Linked DNA regions of Pan troglodytes: region 2 is linked to region 1. Evidence: chromatin contacts called from public HiChIP or PLAC-seq data. All regions are on one chromosome and are shown on one strand. The core of a region is the stretch at or near the end of the contact, and the rest is flanking DNA. Distances in the headings are between cores, read along the strand shown.

The links. HiChIP or PLAC-seq counts read pairs in DNA pulled down with a chosen protein or histone mark.
Region 2: an H3K4me3 HiChIP or PLAC-seq map of stem cell-derived excitatory neurons shows a contact between it and region 1, with 2.9 times the contacts expected there. The contact joins the promoter of ANKRD53 here to the promoter of MCEE in region 1. A contact is called at or near these places in 1 of 7 Hi-C or Micro-C datasets (stem cell-derived neural progenitor cells) and 1 of 1 datasets of contacts at active chromatin or transcription factors (stem cell-derived excitatory neurons).

What each region holds. Positions count from the first base shown.
Region 1 is chr12:51,609,890-51,615,143 of NHGRI_mPanTro3-v2.0_pri, reverse strand. It overlaps MCEE (methylmalonyl-CoA epimerase), which reads right to left and starts at 2,413. Exons shown (of 3, transcript XM_515538.9): 1 at 2,306-2,413. The coding sequence starts at 2,345. It overlaps MPHOSPH10 (M-phase phosphoprotein 10), which reads left to right and starts at 2,410. Exons shown (of 11, transcript XM_515539.6): 1 at 2,410-2,880; 2 at 5,023-5,254. The coding sequence starts at 2,792.
Region 2 is chr12:51,742,501-51,747,754 of NHGRI_mPanTro3-v2.0_pri, reverse strand. It overlaps ANKRD53 (ankyrin repeat domain 53), which reads left to right and starts at 2,130. Exons shown (of 6, transcript XM_515534.8): 1 at 2,130-2,530; 2 at 2,812-3,058; 3 at 3,376-3,575. The coding sequence starts at 2,361.

The sequences.
Region 1 (5,254 bases), core at 1,164-3,663:
CTGGGATTACAGGCGTGAGTCACCGCGCCTGGCCGAACATAAGTCTGAATTTTCACTGAATATCTGGTTTGAGGAAACATACGTATTTAGAAAGTCATTCATTAGAAGTGCTTTCAAGTTAGTCTGGTAAGTTTTCTCTTAAACATTTGACCAGTTAATTTCACAGCACCATATATATATCTTCATCTTGTTTCAAACTATGATCAAATTTTTTTTATTCATTACAGTAAGTAAACAGATTACATTTCTGTTAGCCCATTTACAGACGATTAACGAAAGTAAACCTATGCAGTCATGTAAGTTGGTCATTCTTGTCTCCCACCTAACAGGTTCAATTTCCATTTTCAGAACTTTTCTACGTGTTCACTCTGATTTTTCTGTGCTTTTGTTTTTCGGTGAAGTTTTATGTTCCTTAAAAAAGGGGCCATAACATAGAATTACCATGTAATCCAGCAATTCCACTTATGAGTATACACACCCCCAAAGAAGCGGGAATTCAGAAGTATTTGTACACCCACGTTCACAGCTGTATTACAATAGCCAAAAGGTGGGGATAACCCAAATGGCTATCAAGAGACGAATGGATAAACAAAATGTGGTATACACACACAATGGAATATTATTCAGTCTTAAAAAGCAATTTTTTTTTTTTTTTTTTTTTTTTTTTTTTTTGAGACGGAGTTTCGCTTTGGTTGCCCAGGCTGGAGTGCAGTGGCGCGATCTTGGCTCACGCCAACCTCCGCCTCCCGGGTTCAAGCGATTATCCTGCCTCAGCCTCCCGAGTACCCGGGATTACAGGCGTGTGCTACCACGCCCGGCTAATTTTTGTATTTTTAGTAGAGACGGGCTCACGCCTGTAATCCCAGCACTTTGGGAAGACGAGGTGGGCGGATCACCTGAGGCCAGGAGTTCCAAACCAGCCTGGCCAACATGGTGAAATCTCGTCTCCACTAAAAACGCAAAAAATTAGCCGGGCGTGGTGCCGGGTGCCTGTAATCCCAGCTACTCGGGAGGCTGAGGCGGAAGAATGGCTTGAACCTGGGAGGCAGAGGTTGCAGTGAGCTAACGCCACTGCACTCCAGCCTGGGCAACAGAGTGAGACTCTGTCTCAAAAAAAAAAAAAAAAAGGTAAATTTTACTTTATGTATATTCAACCACACACACACACAAGTGGAGACATTAAGCTTCAAGTATCTTAATAGGACAAATCAAAGGCAATCTTTGGAATACACTGTCTTCATTTTTCCTTTATGCCAAGATGTGTATGTAAGTACAAAACAAACATGCACCTTTATCTGTATTGAGTTCTTGCAGTATGTGTATGACCTGTTGGAAGTCATACTTTTTCCCAAACTGTCAATCATTAAAGTGTGCAGTTCTAAAAATAGACATAAAAATGCCTTTTCCCAAATATTCATTTATTTATAGTTTTACATTCCTATCTTGTGTATCACCTAAGAGGAAGGTATGCCTTACGGTTAAGAATGTGGGCTCTGGTGCTAGAAGGATTTATCACGAATGTCCCGGAGTAACTCTGGGGCATTACCACTTGGCACCTTCTTCCTAACAGGGAATCTCAGATTAAGGGAAATACTTGCCCTCTCATAAAAGGAGGAAGAGAAAAAAAAAAAAGGATAAAAAGAGGAGAAAGTGAGTCAGAAAACGTGACAATTATTACAGTTATTTCTGTCATAACTGATTCTATGTACATATTTTTTTAAAAAATGAAGGGGGAGAGAACTCAAGAAAGTTTCCAAATCCACATGCTTTTATCTGTGTACGCGATAAATATATTAGTGCACGTGGAAAAACCACTCCTTTTGTATTCTTTACACCACTGACCTTTGAGTGTTCCCAACAGAAAGCTGGTCACGCTTGGAGTTCGGCCGACTAGTAGTTGTTGTTTTTACAGAACGTGCTCTCCTTTCTGGTTTCTCCCCAGTCTCTTTATTGGTGCGCGGTAAAATAACTTACCGATCCGCTTCTATTTACTTCTGTCCCTGCCCTGCCTGACCTGCCGGGCAAGTTCCCTCGACTCTCCCGCCCACATACTGGAAGGTGCAGAGCCCAAGGCGCACAGCTCTCGGATGGAAATGGGACTCATGCACAAGGCAATCCCCGCTACTAAGCGGTGGCGCTTCTGGAAGGCACCCTCTGCCTAAGTGACAGCAGCTGCTGTGGAACGCGCCCCCGGGGGAGGACATTAGATCAAGGTGCTTTGGCCACGCCGAGGCCTCCTCCGCCCCCGACCGCCGTTCCCACGCGCCCTGTCCCATGGCGAAGGTCGCCGGTGCCCGGTATTCACCTACGGCATTCGCGGCTGCAGCCTTCAGCACCCGCGCCATTTTGGAAAGCAACCCGCCACGTCCAGACTAGCCACGGAGGGTGAGAGACGCGCGGCAGAGGGCGGGGCGGGAGGCAGAGGGGGCGGGGACAGAAAGGTCAGGGGCGTGGCGAAGGTCGCTGCTTTCCTGCTACAACGCGCCTACTTTAGCTAAAACAGAAACGTAAGGCCAGGACGGGTCACCCTTTGTGGGCCCCTGAAAAATACAAAACGAAGTTTGGAGAGAGTTGAAAGGCGTTTGGGCTGACCATGGAGATTTTTGTTTCCCACCCTCCTGCGAAAGCGCTCGCGCTGCCATTGGCTCTGGCTGAGGGCGAGTCCGGAACCTGTGCGCCGCGGAACTTTCGGCTCTGAAATCCAAGTTGCGCTGGGCGCATCTTTGCCGCGCGGTTTCCGGGCGGCTCCCTTCCCTTGCATGCTGCATTGTGTCGGGAGTTGCTGACAGCCATGGCGCCGCAGGTCTGGCGTCGACGGACCCTGGAGCGGTGTCTGACGGAAGTCGGCAAAGCCACGGGTCGGCCCGAGTGCTTCCTCACGTAAGTGCGCAGATCCCGGGCTCGGGGTGCGAGCGGGGTCTCACGTGGACGCGGGTTGCAGGCCTCCGGCAAACTGTGGAGCTGGGGGAAGCTAAGGGGAAACGTAAAATCGCTTTTCCCCAAATTTCAGAGTTTATGCTTTCCTAGGCTATCAAAATTTTAAAAACTGTTAAAATTTGTATAGATGGATCTCTCAGTTGAGTGTTATTGAAATCACTGTAACCTCAATTATTAACACCTAGAAGCTTCCCTTGGGCTTCTTACGCCCCCATCCCTCTACACACAGCCTGTTGGTTTCTCCTTCCTCCTATGTGCTCCCAAAGCACTTAACGCTTAGCATACTTTATTGAAAGTACGAACTTGTCACTTGTCTGTCCACCCCCCATGACTAAGCTTCTTCAGAAATAGAACTTCCATGTCTCTTCCCAACACAAGCGTTTTATATGTATTTTGTCGAAGAATTTAAAATGTGATCTATGAAATTATTACTCATTTATGTTTCAAACCCCAACCTTTCCCTGAGTTCCCAGCTCACAGCAACTACAGACTGAGCTTAGTTTGAATTCCGTAGCACGCAACTGGGATATCCGCACTGTACAACTTTTAACGATTTTTAAAATTTTGGTACTGTCAAGCATCTCAAATTCACTGCGTCCAAAATAGAGCTGTTGTGTCTGTTTAATAGAATTGTTGTTTCTACCCACCTATACTCTGCCATCCCCTGAAGTCCTTTTCCCATGCTCCACCTGTCAAGCGCGTCCGTGTGAAGAGACCACTAAAACAGGCTTTGTGTGAGAAACAAGGCTATTTATTCACTTGGGTGCAAGTGGGCTGAGTCCGAAAAGAGAGTCAGCGAATGGTAATGGGGAAGGGGTTGCTTTATAGGAGTTGGGTAGGTAATGGAAAATTACAGTAAAAGGTGGTTATCTATTAGCAGAGGAGGAGGGGGTCACAAGGTACATGGTGGGGAGATCATAAGACTTATTGTCCAGAAGAAGAATGTCACAAGGTCGATTGATCAGTTAAGGTAGGGCAGGGACAAGTCACAATGGAGGAATGTTGTAATGTTGGTTAATCAATTAAGGCAGGAACTGGCTGTTTTATTTCTTTTGTGGTTTTTCGGCTGCCCCAGACTTCTTGGCTCCTGCAGGCCTTCTGGACATATATGTGCAGGTCACAGGGGTTACAATGGCTGAGCTTCGGCTCAGAGGCCTAACACCACCACCCAAGCCTTCCCTATCTCAGTACATGGCACTTCTGTCTTTTCAGGTACTCAAACATAAAACTAGGCTGCTACTTTAATGTCTTCATTTTTCTCTATTCTATATCTAATTCTTTAGCAATCCTGTCAGTTCTACCTCCAAACTATACTCAGCATATTCACTGCTCTAACTCCAGTCTAAATCACCATTATCCTTTCGCTGGAATGCTGCATCAACCTTCTAATCACTGTACTTTCCTCCTCCTCCCTCCTCCCTTTCTCCTTCCTTCGTGTAAATCATCATTTCATCCCTCTGCTTAAAATGTTTTCTCTTTACACTTTAAATGACAAATTCTTACTCCTGAACCATGCATAATTTGGCTCCCTTCAGTCTCTCCAGCTCCACCCTCTGCCTCCTTCACACTCTAGCCATGCTCACCTTTTTGTTCCTCAAGCTCACCTCTAGAGGATTTGCATCTTAGAGGATTTCTTCTGCCTGGAATACGTGTTTCCCAACCTTTATAAGACTATCTCCTTATCTGTAGGTTTCCTCTCAGATGTGACATCTAAGAGAGGTTTTCCTTGACCACTGTAGCCAAAGCAAATGTTGATCATTGAATGAATAAGTGAATGAATGAATGGAGTGGTATATAATTTAGCAGAATTGATAATTTAAGGTTAATTCACTATATATCTCCAAGCAAATAGATTTGTAATGGTTTTCCTGCCTAAAATCTATACAGCCGATTCACAGATACTTGGTTGACAGGTTTTATATATCAGTGTAGCTCATCAGCTTATATGTTGTTGGGGGCCAGAATCTATACTTATACTTCATTCAAATTTTATTTTACAAAAGAGTTGGGTTTTTTTTATTTTTATTAAGAGTGCTGTGAAATTATTACCTATAATTCTAAATCTCACTTAATTCCTCCCAATAGGATTCAAGAGGGATTGGCATCAAAGTTCACTTCTTTAACAAAAGTGCTTTATGACTTTAATAAAATATTAGAGAATGGTAGGATCCATGGAAGCCCCTTGCAAAAACTTGTGATAGCAAATTTTGATGATGAGCAGATTTGGCAACAACTGGAATTGCAAAATGAACCAATTTTACAATACTTTGAGAATGCAGTTAGTGAAACAATTAATGATGAAGATATCAGTCTTCTC
Region 2 (5,254 bases), core at 881-3,380, 130 kb before region 1:
CCACAGGAGCCTTCTGATAAACTTGGGGTCATTCCTGTTGAGAAGGGGTGAGAATGTGGATGGCTCAGTAAGACAACACTGATTCAAGCAACAGTTATTGCTTAGCTACTCTATATTCTAAAAAGTCAAAAGGCAAACTGAGGAAAATATTGACAACAAATATAACATACATAAAGGGTCACTATGCTAATAAGTTTTACAGATCAGTAAGAAACACATTAAGGCCCTCAAAGAACCATGTGAGTAAAAGAATTCCTAGAAGACAAAACCACTGATAATTAAATGTTTAACCCTTGTTGGTAATCAAAGAGCCACATTAGAACATCATTTCCACTACCAAATTAGTGAACATTTACTTAAAATCCTAATATCTGATGCTAGCAATGGTTTGAATAGTTCTTCTTTGAGTAATAGCAGATTCACAGGTAGTGCTTCTCTGCTAGCACTGTTCTCATTGTTTGCATTCCTTCATTCCTTGTAAAGTAGGTGCTATTATCCCCATTTTGCTGCTGTAGAAACTTGTAGGGACCAGCCCCACAGGGTGGGTGGGTTTTTCTCCCCGTGTGCGGAGATGAGAGATTGTAGAAATAAAGACACAAGACAAAGAGATAAAAGAAAAGACAGCTGGGCCCGGGGGACCACTACCACCAAGAGGGCAGAGATCGGTAGTGGCCCCGAATGCCTGGCCGTGCTGTTATTTATTGGATACAAGGCAAAAGGGGCAGGGTAAGGAGTGTGAGTCATCTCCAATGATTGATAAGGTCACGTGAGTCACGTGTCCACCGGACAGGGGGCCCTTCCCTGCTTGGCAGCCGAGGTGGGTGGGGGTGGGGGCGGGGACGGGGGGAGGGAGAGAGAGAGAGAGGACAGCTTACGCCATTATTTCTGCGTATCAGAGACTTTTAGTACTTTCACTAATTTTGCTACTGCTATCTAGAAGGCAGAGCCAGATGTACAGGATGGAACATGAAAGTGAAACAGGAGTGTGACCGCTGAAGTACAGCATCACAGGGAGATGTTTAGGCCTCCAGATAACTGTGGGCGGGCCTGACTGATGTCAAGCCCTCCACAAAAGGTGGTGGAGTAAAGTCTTCTCTAAACTCCCCCTGGGAAAGGGAGACTCCCTTTCCCAGTCTGCTAAGTAGCGGGTGCTTTTCCTTTGCATTGATGCTACCGCTAGACCACGGTCCGCCAGACCGGGTCCGCCAGACCACTGTCCACTTGGTAACCGGCGTCTTCCCAGACGCTGGCATTACCGCTAGATCAAGGAGCCCTCTGGTGGCCCTGTCCGGACATAACAGAAGGCTCGCACTCTTGTCTTCTGGTCACTTCTCACTATGTCCCTCTGGTTCCTATCTCTCTATGGCCTGGTTTTTCCTAGGTTATGATTATAGAGCGAGGATTATTACAATATTGGAATAAAGAGTAATTGCTACAAACTAATGATTAACGATATTCATATATAATCACGTCTATGATCTAGATCTAGATCTAGTATAACTCTTGTTATTTTGTATATTTTATTATATTGGAACAGCTCGTGCCCTCGGTCTCTTGCCTTGGCACCTGGGTGGCTTGCCGCCCACAGAAACTAAGTCAGATAACTTGCCAAAAGCCACACTGCTGATGTGCAGCGCACCCGCTTCACTGCAGGTGGAAGTGGAAGTGAATAATAACCTTCCTGGAAGGCAGTCTGCAAGCCCATATTGACAGCTGAAAAATATTCATTCCCTTTCACCTAGTGATTCGACTCCCAGGAATCCATTCTAAGAAAACAACCAGAGTTGAGCCATTTCGTTCTTGGCAGCACATGTGAAACAATGGCACATCCATTATGACGCTGGGCTCTGGTTGCGTCATAATGTACGTTTAGTATGTGGAGTGACAATGGGCGCTAGCTCGTAATATAATGCTATTAATAAACGAAAAGAGATACAAAAAATAGTCATGATATGCATATATATTGCAATAAACCATGATTTCTGTGCGTGGTGGGATGGTAATTTTTAATTTCCACATTGAATATTTCTGTTTTCTACTTATTAGTTTGATAATCGGAAACAAAAGCCAAGTGTCTTTGTTTGTGTGTTTGATGCTGAGTTTCCTGGGCAGCAGGACTGGGAGGTTGAGTGGGGGTTTTGGCTCAGGCCGGGAGCAGAGCGGCGGGTGGGGAGCGGCAGGCGGGCAGGGTCCCCGGAGGCCCCGGGCTCTGCCCCTCCAGCTAGAGAGGCAGCCGAACCCTAGCGGCCTGGAAGGGGCCGGGAAACCGCGGCCAGCTGGCAAGGAGCGGCCCCCGGGGGCGGGGCGCCGGCGGGTGTGTGAGTAGCCCACCCGGCCCGGGTCCGAGTTCCAGCCCCGCGATGGCCTCCGCGGGCAGCACCGCTCGGCGGGCGGGCTCGGGAAGCTGGCACTCAGAAAGGGGAGAAGGGAGAGGTGCTCGGCCGCAGCCAACTCCAAGTGGCTCCATGCAGCAGGCGAACAAAGTCTCCTTGAAGGCCACCTGGACTGACGCGGAGTCCAAGCAGCCCAGGTGGATAGCGGGAGAAGGTGTCCCGGCTGCGGGGAGCGAGAACCCGGCCCAGCGCCTCCCTGGTGGGCAGGGCCTGGAGCGGGTGGGGGCGGAGGCTGCGGCCCGAGAAGCCCGCAGAGACAGGCTGGGGCTAGGGATCGCCTCCCGAGAGGTGCCTAGGCCGTGGCCCAGAGTCGCTTCCCCACTTCCCCGCCCACCAGCCAGGCGGGGGCCAGGGATCGCCTCCCGAGAGGTGCCCGGGCCGTGGCCCAGAGTCGCTTCCCCACTGCCCCGCCCTCCAGCCAGCCCCTGCCCGACCTCGCAGACCACCTCAGTGCGCAGGCGACTGCCCTCGCCACGCCGCGCCGCCCTGCCTCGTTCACCCCGCCCCGCGCTGAACCCAGCCCCAGCGAGGAGTCCGACCAGACGGCAATCGACCAGACGGCGATCGGGAGCTACTACCAGCTGTTCGCAGCGGCTGTGGGCAACGTGGAATGGCTGCGATTCTGTCTGAACCAGAGCCTCAGGGAAATCCCCACCGACGACAAGGTAAGGTCTTGAGTGTTGGGGCAAAGACCGAGGTCCCTCTCCCGCTACGCTGCTCGGAGTGGTCACCTGGAGAAGAGATATCCTTTTCTGGGTAGATCTTCCTAATTTAACTCATCTTCTGGCTGTGGAAGGACCATTTTGGGGGCAGGGAGGTTGGGTGGGCTGATGAACACACACTGGTTAATTAGCAAAAGGGTGTGAGCATTCCTGGGGACACAGGGAAGAAAGTGAAGGTAACCCCAATAAATTTATATAAATTGTGGACCCTGGGACCTCAGTCCCACTCAGCCTCCTCCTGCCTGCTCTGAACCTCACAGGGCTTCACTGCCATCCACTTCGCCGCCCAATGGGGCAAGCTTGCATGCCTGCAGGTCCTGGTAGAGGAGTACAAGTTTCCCGTGGACCTGCTGACCAACAATAGCCAGACACCCCTGCACCTCGTCATCCACAGGGACAACACCACCGTGGCCCTCCCCTGCATCTACTACCTGCTGGAGAAAGGCGCAGACCTCAATGCGTGAGTCCAGCCTGCTTCAGGAGGGAGGCTTCGGGCATGGGCATGGGCACAGCCCTACTTCCAGGCAGGCAAATCCATGCAGGACAAGCAGAGGGGTTGCTGGAGGTGACAAGGATTGGGTCCCACACAAAGCAGTCAGGAATCCACATGGTGTAATAAAGAGACTGGGCTTTAGCCGGGCATGGTGGCTCATGCCTATAATCCCAACACTTTGGAAGGCCGAGGCAGGCGGATCACCTGAGGTCAGGAGTTCAACACCAGCATGACCAACATGGAGAAACCCCATCTCTACTAAAAATACAAAATTAGCAGGGCGTGGTGGCGCATGCCTGTAATCCCAGCTATTCGGGAGGCTGAGGCAGGAGAATTGCTTGAACCCAGGAGGTGGAGGTTGCGGTGAGCTGAGATGGTGCCATTGTACTTCAGCCCGGGCAACAAGAGAGAGACTCCGTCTCAAAAAAAAAAAAAAAAAAAAGATTGGCCTTTAACAGACCTAGTCTACATCCCAGCTCTGCAACTTGCTAGCAGACAGCAGGACCTTAGGCAAGTCACTCAACCTCTATGCCCCAGTACTCTGGCTCCCAAACTTAGGTGTACATTGGAATTACCTAGGGAGCTTAAAAAATATGAACACCTGGCCGGGTGGCATGGTGGCATAGTCCCAGCTACTTGGGAGGCTGAGGCAGGAGAATCGCTTGAACCCGGGAGGTGGAGGTTGCAGTGAGCCGAGATTGCACCAATGCACTCCAGCCTGGCAATAGAGCGAGACTGTCTCAAAAAATAAAAAATAAAAAAAATTAGGCTGGCCGCAGTGGCTCACGCCTGTAATCCCAGCACTTTGGGAGGCTGGGGCGAGCGGATCACGAGGTCAGGAGATCAAGAACATCCTGGCTAACATGGTGAAACCCCGTCTCTACTAAAAATACAAAAAAGTTAACCGGGCGTAGTGGCGGGTGCCTGTTGTCCCAGCTACTTGGGAGGCTGAGGCAGGAGAATGGCGTGAACCTGGGAGGCAGAGCTTGCAGTGAGCCAAGATCGTGCCACTGCACTCCAGCCTGGGCGACAGAGCGAGACTCCGTCTAAAAAAAAAAAAAATTAAAAAATATAAACACCTGTGTTCCAATCCAAAGGCTGTGATTTAATGGGTCTGTGGTGTGACCTGGGCTTGAGAAGTCAGAAAAGATCCCCAGGTGCTTCTAACTTGCAGCTAAGTTTGGGAATCTCTGTCTCAGTGTCTTCAACTGAAACTTGGGAGAATAGCAGTACCTATCACATGGGACTACTGTGATCACTGAAAAGTGCATGGCATATAGGAGACTGCATTCATTCAAAGTATCAAGTATGCACTATGTGCTAAGCACTATGCTAGAGTCACAGAAATGGTCCCTCTCCTCATGAAGCTGACATTCTAGTAAAGGAGCAGACAGTGAATTAGCAAACAAATAAATGAACAAAATCCTGACAGAGCATGGGAAGTGGTTATGAAAAAAATAAACGGGGTGATGGTGTAGGGGGTAAAGCAGGTAGGGGGAGGATCTATTTTGGATGAAGCAATCACCTCTAAGGAGGTGACATTTAAATTGGAACCTGAAGACAGAGTGAGCCAGCCATGCAAAGAGCCAGGGAAAAGTGTTCCAGGTAGAGGTAACATCATATGCAAAGACCATGTGTTGGGAAAG